Linked DNA regions of Pan troglodytes: region 2 is linked to region 1. Evidence: chromatin contacts called from public HiChIP or PLAC-seq data. All regions are on one chromosome and are shown on one strand. The core of a region is the stretch at or near the end of the contact, and the rest is flanking DNA. Distances in the headings are between cores, read along the strand shown.

Region 1 (4,716 bases), core at 1,170-3,669:
CTGCTGTGTCCCCTCCTGGCCCATCCTCATCCTCATCCTCATCCTCATCTGTGCAACCGCCCGTCCTCCTTTTCTAGTTTCTGATGTTTGTAACCAGACCCAGCTGTGTCATTAAACAGACCCGTTCTTGCTGTACCTGTGCACACTCGTGCAGTCTCTTCCTGCCACCTTCCCTCACCTCTGTCCCCCATCCCTGGTTCTGGACGCAGGCCTTTTTCCTGAAAGTCCTCCCCTGACCTCCCACACCAAGGGCGCCCCATCCCCTGTCCCACACCAAGGGCGCCCCATCCCCTGTCCCACACCAAGGGCGCCCCATCCCCTGTCCCACACCAAGGGCGCCCATCCCCTCTCCCACACCAAGGGCGCCCATCCCCTCTCCCACACCAAGGGCACCCCATCCCCTGTCCCACACCAAGGGCGCCCCATCCCCTGTCCCACACCAAGGGCGCCCCATCCCCTGTCCCACACCAAGGGCGCCCATCCCCTCTCCCACACCAAGGGCGCCCATCCCCTCTCCCACACCAAGGGCGCCCATCCCCTCTCCCACACCAAGGGCACCCCATCCCCTGTCCCACACCAAGGGCGCCCCATCCCCTGTCCCACACCAAGGGCGCCCCATCCCCTGTCCCACACCAAGGGCGCCCATCCCCTCTCCCACACCAAGGGCACCCCATCCCCTGTCCCACACCAAGGGCACCCCATCCCCTCTCCCACACCAAGGGCGCCCCACCCCCTGTCCCACACCAAGGGTGCCCCATCCCCTGTCCCACACCAAGGGCGCCCCATCCCCTGTGTCTCACCTTTGGCTCCCCCTGGGCTTCTCTCTAAATTGGGGATTAAGATTGCTGTGGGTTCCTCACCTGGTTCATCAGGAACGCAGGGCTGGAAACCGGAACTGGGGTTTTGTGGGGGTTGGGGGAGGTCAGCCTTGTTAAAAGGTCAGGAGGCAAGGCCGGGCACGGTGCCTCACACCTGTAATCTTAGCACTTTGGGAGGCCGAGGTGGGCAGATCACTTGAGGTCAGGAGATCAAGACCATCCTGGCCAACATGGTGAAACCGCATCACTACTAAAAATACAAAAATTAGCCAGGCGTGGCGGCGCGTGCCTGTAGTCCCGCTACTCAAGAGGCCGAGGCAGGAGAATCGCTTGAACCCAGGAGGAGGAGGTTGCAGTGAGCCGAGATCGCGCCACTGCACTCCAGCCTGGGCAACAGAGCAACACTCAGTCTAAAAAAAAAAAAAAAAAAAAACAAGGCCGGGTGTGGTGGCTGACGCCTATAATCCCAGCACTTTGGGAGGCTGAGGCGGGCAGATCACGAAGTCAGGAGATCGAGACCATCCTGGCTAACACGGTGAAACCCCGTCTCTACTAAAAATACAAAAAATTAGCCGGGCGTGGTGGTGGGCACCTGTAGTCCCAGCTACTTGGGAGGCTGAGGCAGGAGAATGGCGTGAACCCGGGAGGCGGAGCTTGCAGTGAGCCGAGATCTGGCCACTGCACTCCAGCCTGGGGGACAGAGCGAGACTCCGTCTTAAAAAAAAAAAAAAAAGTCAGGAGGTTTTTAAGATTTGGTTCTGGAAATCTCCTCCCAGCAAGGGTACAATAGAGATGAAGGAATCAGAGGCGAGATATCCAGACAGAAGGCAGAAGGGCCCTGTTTGTCCCAGTGCTTTAGTGATAGATCCAAGGATTGAACCTTGAACCTTGACCTTCTTTTATTTATTTATTTATTTATTTATTTTGAGACGGAGTTTTGCTGTTGTTGCTCAGGCTGGAGTGCAATGGCACAATCTCAGCTCACCGCAACCTCTGCCTCCTGGGTTCAAGCAATTCTCTTGCCTCAGCCTCCCAAGTAGCTGGGATTACAAGCATGTGCCACCACGCCCGGCTAATTTTTGTATTTTTTAGCAGAGACGGGGTTTCAGCATGTTGGCCACGATGGTCTTGATCTCCTGACTTCAGGTGATCTGCCCACCTCGGCCTCCCAAAGTGCTGGGATTATAGGCGTGAGCCACCGTGCCTGGCCTGAACCTTGACCTTCTACACCTGAACACCGGAGGCTGCGCACAGGCAAAGCTGAGGGCCCGGCCCTGCTGCTCAAGTTACATGCGGTGGATCAGCCCTTGGGTGTTTGAGAAAGGAAGCCTGCTTTCATCAGCCTTAAACCCCCAACACCTTCCCTGAGCTCTCAGCTCCCAGACCCCTTCCTCAGCCTTCTATCCCTCACCCCATAGTCTGCTGGGTCAGGCCTGCCCAGCCCCCACCCGACGATGGAGGCGGCAGCAGCAGCAGCTCCCTGAGAAGGGACCAGGAGGTCACCAGCCCCGGGTGGGCTGCAGGAGAAGCAGGAAACAGCCTCTGCCCCTTGGGAGTCCTGCGGGCTGCCTGGGAAGACTCAGCTGACACGCAGGAAGAGTCTTGTCTCCCAGACCATGAACTCCTTGAGTGCAGCCTCCGCCTTTGTCTCCTGGGCCTGGCACAGGGGAGGAACTAAGTAGAAATCCAAAGAATCAATAAATAAACACTCTTAGAAAGCAAGACAAATACCCGGCACAGGCCAAGAGTGAGCTGTGTGAACTAAAACAGTGCAGGGCAGAGAGGACAGTGCGGGCCCCGCCTTTCCAGGGAGGCAATGCCAAAAGACAGCGTGCTGGCTCTGGGCCCACACTCCATCTCTCACTGCTATGTGACCTTGGGCAAGTCACGCAGCCTTTCTGAGCCACAGTCACCTCTAACTTATGCGGTCTCTTCCTGCCTCATGTTCACTGCAGGAGTGAACATGAAGCCTGCCTTGCAAGGCAGGTACGAGGAGGAGGAGGATGGATGCCACGGTGCAGGGGACAGTGACTGTCAGGCCATCAGGGCCACGTCGGAAGGCAAAGCAAAAGAAATAGAAGGAACCAGCTGGGCGCGGTGGCTCATGCCTGTAATACCAGCACTTTGGGAGGCCGAGGCAGGTGGATCACTTGAGGTCAGGAGTTCCAGACCAGCCTTGCCAACATGGTGAAACCGTGTCTCTACTGAAACCCTGTCTCTACTAAAAATACAAAAATTAGCCAGGTGTGATGGCGGGCGCCTGTAATCCCAGCTACTCAGGAGGCTGAGGGAGGAGAACACTTGAACTCAGGAGGCGGAGGTTGCAGTGAGCCGAGATCACGCCATTGCACTCCAGCCTGGGCGACAGAATGAGACTCCGTCTCAAAAAAAAAAAAAAAGAAAAGAAAGAAAAGAAAAAGGAAAATAAAAGAGGCTGGGCATGGTGGCTCACGCCTGTAATCTCAGCACTTTGGGAGGCTGAGGCAGGAGGATCACGAAGTCAGGAGTTCGAGACCAGCCTGGCCAACATGGCGAAACCCCGTCTCTACTAAAAATACAAAAATTAGCCGGGCGTGGTGGCAGGCACCTGTAATCCCAGCTACTTGGGAGGCTGAGGCAGGAGAATCACTTGAACTCAGGAGGCGGAGGTTGCAGTGAGCCGAGATTGTGCCATTGCACTCCAGCCTGGGCAACAAGAGCAAGACTCTGTCTCAAAAAAAAAAAAAAAGAAAGAAAGAAAGAAAGAAAAGAAAAGAAATAGAAGGAACCCAGGAGAGCTTCTAAGTCCTGGGCCCAGGGCCCCTGGTGGGCCCAGGCAAGCCAGAGCTGGAACCGGAGCCAATGGGGATCACAGAGCCATGGGCCGTAGGGACTATCAGAGGAAAAGGGGCATCTGAGGTCGGGGATGAGGGAGACCATCAGGGAAGAAAGGCCCCCCTCCTCATTTCATACCACTTGGCTTGAGAATGGTGAAGGGGCTTCTGAACTCATCAAAACTGGAATCCTTCGAGAACGTGGCCCTTCTGGAAGGTTCTTCCTGCTCTCCATTCCCAATAGAGAGGACACTGGCAATTAGCGAATCAGCCAGACCCGGGCTGGGGATGCTACTTGGACCTGGGACAAACAGGATACCCCAGAGGCCTTGCTGGGGGAAGGTGTGGTATTCTGGGTGGGCTATGCCTGGGTGCAGGGGACTAGTGGGTAAGGAGCAACGTCTCGGCTTTGGTTTTGTTCTCTACACCCAGAGTTAGCTATCTCGCCCAGGAGCTGAGCAAGTGGGTCAGCTCCCCGGGCGAGCTGGGGCTGTGAGCGACGTGGGTGTCACGAACCCAGGTGCGCGTCACGAACCCAGGTGCGCGATGGCTTCTTCCCTGGCAAAACGGTCCTGGCGGCGCAGCCCCACAGCGTCCCCTGCTGGCCGCGGAGGGATCCTCACCCGGGAGCCGCCTCCTGCGCCGCGGATCCCGTTACCTTCCTGGGGTGACCACTTGCTCCCTCACTTTCGGGAGCTGCAGCCGCGCTGCAGCCTGAGACCAAGGAAGCTGGAGGAATCCCTTCCCAGTTTATTTGCAGGAGAAGGAAGTGGGGGATTCTCTGTGCAGCCTTGTACACACTCAGGAAAATGTCACCCCCATAGTTGGAACCAAGTGGAAAAAGTTAATAAATGGTCAATTTTTTTTTTAAAGAACGCCTGTAATCCCAGCACTTTGGGAGGCCGAGGTGGGAGAATTGCCTGAGCACAGGAGGTCCAGGCTACAGTGAGCTGTGATCGTGCTACTGCACTCTAGCCTGGGCAATAGAACAAGACCCCATCTCAAAACATAAAATAAAGTAAAATGATTTTATCTGGGCCGGGCGCAGTGGCTCGCCCCTGTAATCCCAGCACTTTGGGAGGCCT
Region 2 (4,716 bases), core at 1,518-4,017, 150 kb before region 1:
CCTCGGTGGTGGGTGTCCACCGCCCAGGCCCCACCCCTGGCCTTGGACACTTCATGGAAACACTGCTGGTTTGCTGTGGTGTTGGGTGGCTCCTATCTATTCCCCGTAAGTGCTGGCCTCTGTTGACACCATTTCTGCTACCTCATCTGAGATTGTTCTCATCAGCTCACAGAGATTCATTTCAGTGAATGAACCAAATCTAAGCTAAAAAGCATAAAGGAGGGCAGAAAGAAACAGCAGTGTGGGAGAAAGAGCGTAAACACCGAGAGAAAGATGTCTATCTGGCAGCCATGTCAGAGAATCACCAGTATGTATGTCACTGCCACCAAGAACCTAAGAGCCACAGAGGCCTACAGAAGCCAATCCCAATGGAACTCTCTCTGGGTGTGGGGGTTGAGAGAACCTAAAGCATTCAGGTGCACAGAGCCTCTTTCCAGCGATGGGAACCAGTCTCAAAGCCTTTGCATCTCTCCCCTGCCCTCCCTCCATCACTGCTGAGAACCCTGCCCCAGGCTGGCCTGCCTACATGACACAAATAGCAGTGGACTGTCACTCGTCAGTATCTGCAGTTCTGTTTACCAAAGCCTGCTTGCTAGAGACTTTTCAGGGCCTCCTTCCCTCAAAGCGTCCACTGTACCTCCATCTGGATACAATTAGCTGGCTCCCCACTTCCTGGACTGACGGTAACCACCTTTTCCAATGACCCTGAAGAAAACATGCAATCTAAGCTGCTTTAAGAGTAACCTACAACTGAGGACAAATTTTCTATCAACTCCCAGTACCCCTCTCTGCCGTGGCTGATTTGTTACTGGTTTTCCTTTTTTTTTTTTTTAATTTGAAAATGTAAGTAATTATACTAAGACCAGATCACTCTGAGATTGTTTTATTCTAATTTGTCCTAAGGACCTGCCTGTACTTAGAGCCTGATAGAAAGCCTAAGTTGATCTACTGGGCAGCTCTCTGGGCCTGGAAGGAAGAGCACATAACAAGACTTCAACAGTGAGCCTGGCTAGGTCCAGGCAGACCATGATTTCTGAAAGCAACAGCATGGTCCACATGGAATCAGGCTGCTGATGAACAGCAGTGAGAGGCTGCCTCTGAATCATATCTGCAGGGTCACCTGGGCCTGGTGGAGGCCCACAGTCATCCATTAGGCCCCAGTATCCTATGTGGGAGTATCCACGTCTAGTCTCTACTTCTCACTGCAGGAGAGGTGGCAGATGAGGGGGTTTCCTACTTTAAAGAAAGTAGAAGTTGTTTCCTTTCTTCCCTCCTCACAGCCTTGAGGGGGAGGTTGTGCCCAGCCTGACAGCAGCTGCCTTGCCCAAGATTACATCCTGTTCTGGGGGCAGCCCACCTCCAAACCAAGTCACTAGTGGGGTACGAAGGCCTGCCCTCTCTGCCAAAAGGCAGGTGCTGATGGACCATTCCAGTTCTAGAGTTCCCAAAGAGACGTCTTTTTGGAGAGGGGCAGGGTACCAGAAATCCTTCACTCAGGCTATAGCATGGCCACCAATTATAAGTAACTTGAGGCCCACCCAGCCAAACATGCCTTTCCGGGTCTAGTGCTGGGTTCCAGAACAGGAAGCCTGGCAAATTCCTACTGCCACAGATTCTTTTTACTATTATTATTGTCACCTTATTTTTCTTTTGGTGGAACCCCTCTAGGGCTTCCACCAGATTCTCCACCATTTACGCTATCAATTTTATCAGTTTTGGTTTTATCGTTTCGGTGCTTCTTTTTGCTAACGGTAGCAGCCAATATACATCATCTCTGGAGACAGATCACGCCATAGAAAATATTGTCGTTTTCCTCATTTTTCTTAACGCCACAGAGTCAGCTGGGCTGTAGTACCAGCCCGGATGTACCAGTTTACTCAGCCACTCCCCCTCTCATGGACATCTGCATGGTTTCCAGTCTTGCAAATTCATACAGTGCCACTACAAATAAAACCTTGCGCGTATGCTGTTTTCATATTTGTGCAAGTTTACTTTCAGAGTAGATTCTAGAGGTGGATTGCCGGTCAAAGGTAAATTTGCACTCCCTCCCAACAATGCAGGACCGATCAGGTTCCTGTATTGTCCTTAACAGCGTACCTCGCTTGTTAAACTTTTGGATTTTTGACAATCTGATGGATCAGAAGCCTTAGCTCAGTGAGGTTTTCGTTTGCGTTCTTCTGATTATGAAAAAGGCTGAGCACCCACTTAAATGTTTAGGGGCCCCTTGCATTTTTTTTTTTCCTGTAAACTGTCCATTCATGTCTTGTCCCATTTTCTACTGAATACCATCCATTAAATCTCCGCTTTAGCTCATGAGTTGCGCACATTTCCGACGATCTTGGCGGTAATTTGGGCTCAGCGCGGTAGTTTTCCAACCCTGACCCTGCACGGGGAGGGGGTGCCTTAACTAAGGTAACGAAAAGGAATCTGGGTAATTCCAGGGAAAGCCTACTAAAATCAGGAGGCTTTGTGAGAGCCAAAATACTAACTTTCAAAAAAGCGAAAATACTCCCAAAACTCACCGGCAGCGGTTTTACTTACGCGTTAATTATGCTACTGTGCCCGTTTTATGTACTGTAGGGACCAACGCACGGAGAATACCACCCACCCGCGAAGTGAACCAATCACTGCCATAGCGCCGGTATCCCTCTGCGGCATTTCAGTGGTTCAAGCACCTGCCAATCTGCCGCGAAGCCAAAGGCCTTGATCCCCATTGGGTATCGCGTCCTTCCATCTTCCCCACCTCAAGCCCGCCCCACGCCGAGGGTGGAAAGCCCCGGATGTCCGGCCACACACAAGATCTAGTTCCCTCAGTGATTGACAAGGGCCATCGTCCAATGAGAATGCGGCCCAACCCGGCCTGGGATTACAGGCGTGAGCCACCGTGCCGGGCCTGGGGGAGCATTTCATGAGCTCCACGAACGGTCCTTGGGCACCAAGCTGGGCCCGGGAATACCAAGATGAGCTGAAACCAGTCCCTGCCCTCTGGGACACCTGTGTCTCCACCTTCCTCCCCCTGACGCTCCCAGGCTTGCCCTCGAGCAGCAGATTCAGAGGGTGGCCCAGGGTTTCAGGGGGTTTCAGACGGCGGTACTGCAGCTGGCGCCAAGACACACACACACACACACACCCTTGCTTTTCACATTCCCTATTGTCCCAGGCCTAAGGTAAAACCAGCAGTTCCGTACACACCCAGCTTCACATCTCACCGTGGTGTCTGGTACTGGGCTGACAGTCACACCTTCCCTCACCTGTGCTTGCCCTTTCAAGTCCTGCCCTAGGCACCTCAGCTGGGCTTTACCAGAGCACGTAGAGTGCAGGCTGAGTGCGCGTGAAATGGGTTGGACTTACCACTCGGCTGAATGATCACATTCCTTTTCTCCACCCAGTCGTGGCCCCCTGCAGGCTCCACACCGCGGGGGGTGGCCCCACCAACCTGGACTCTTCGGGCCTGATGGCGGCCTGAGTCCTCTACAAGTGAAAATTCCTCAGACCAGGGTTGCTGAACCGTGTTAAATAGCTCAGTCTGCAATCAGCGTTTTTGAAAATCTCCCTTTTCTCATTCTTTTCAGTACTTTAATTACTTTTTGTGGCTCTTACTAAGATGGGACAGGCTATGCTCACAGGCTGTCAGACGCTCAGCTCCTTCAATGGTTTATCACATTCACCTCGGGACTGCCACAGGTGGTGTCTTTGGTTCTCTTTGTACTCAGCTTCAATGATACTGCAAGTTAAATTTCAGAAGAGGAGGCAGCTGGCAAGGGGAATAAAATTAAGAAAATTGTTCCAGGAAGAAAAGGTTCAATGAGAGAAATGGGAGAAAGGGGGCAAAGCACAGAGGATTCAGATTTGAATATTGAATGTTGCGAATTGGTCCATTTACTCTCAGACATTTATTGAGCCTGTCTTCATGCAAAACACTATGGTAGGTGACGTAATGCAGAACGAACTCCACTTGGTTTCTACTTGCAAGGCGAGGTGACAGGAAGTTTTGATAACTTTTTGGAGTGCATGCCAAGTGCCCTGCAGAGCATTGTGCTGTGTGCCTTGCAAATAAATGTTCTCATTAATCACTGCTCTATGAAGGCTGTAACATTCTTTTACAGATGAAGAAAACAAAACTCAAAACATTGAATAAGACTCAATAAATAAGCAAAAGATCTAAATAGACATTTTCCCAGAAAAGATACACAAATAACCTATAAGCACATGAAAAGATGCTCAACATGTCAATCAAATGCAAATCAAAAACTGCAAAATGAGACACCGCTTTACATCACGAGGATGGCTATAATAAAAAAGACAGATAATAACAAGTGGTGGGGAAGTGGAGGAATTGGAACCCTCACACACTCTTCATGGAAATGCAAAATGGTGCAGCTGCTTTGGAAAACTGGCAGTTTCTCCCAATATTAAAGTGATACCAAATGATGCAGCGATTCCGTTCTTAGGTGTATAACCAAAAGAATATGTACGTACTCTTAGGCATATGCCTATGAAAACATATGTCCACATAAAAACTTGTACATGGATGCTTGGAGCAGCATTATTCATGATAGCCAAAAAGCGGAAATAATAGCTAAAAGGTGGTCAGGTGCAGTGGTTCATGTCTGTCATCCCAGCACTTTGGGAGGCCAAGGTGGGCAGATCACCTGAGGTAAGGAGTTCAAGACCAGCCTGGCCAACGTGATGAAACTCCTTCTCTACTAAAAAAAT

What was found. HiChIP or PLAC-seq counts read pairs in DNA pulled down with a chosen protein or histone mark.
Region 2: an H3K4me3 HiChIP or PLAC-seq map of stem cell-derived excitatory neurons shows a contact between it and region 1, with 2.7 times the contacts expected there. The contact joins two enhancer-like sites. A contact is called at or near these places in 1 of 7 Hi-C or Micro-C datasets (stem cell-derived neural progenitor cells) and 1 of 1 datasets of contacts at active chromatin or transcription factors (stem cell-derived excitatory neurons).

What each region holds. Positions count from the first base shown.
Region 1 is chr19:89,524,989-89,529,704 of NHGRI_mPanTro3-v2.0_pri, reverse strand. CYGB (cytoglobin) reads left to right here. Exons shown (of 3, transcript XM_016932957.4): 3 at 1-135. Among named protein-coding and RNA genes, the nearest start is that of CYGB, 13 kb to the left of the region's middle. Within about 2 kb of position 2,419, at least 2 of the 24 cell types and tissues checked have an H3K27ac peak or open chromatin away from gene starts, as enhancers often do. A contact at or near this core is called in stem cell-derived excitatory neurons, where this site is marked.
Region 2 is chr19:89,673,327-89,678,042 of NHGRI_mPanTro3-v2.0_pri, reverse strand. No RefSeq gene overlaps it. Among named protein-coding and RNA genes, the nearest start is that of ST6GALNAC1, 28 kb to the right of the region's middle. Within about 2 kb of position 2,767, at least 21 of the 24 cell types and tissues checked have an H3K27ac peak or open chromatin away from gene starts, as enhancers often do. A contact at or near this core is called in stem cell-derived excitatory neurons, where this site is marked.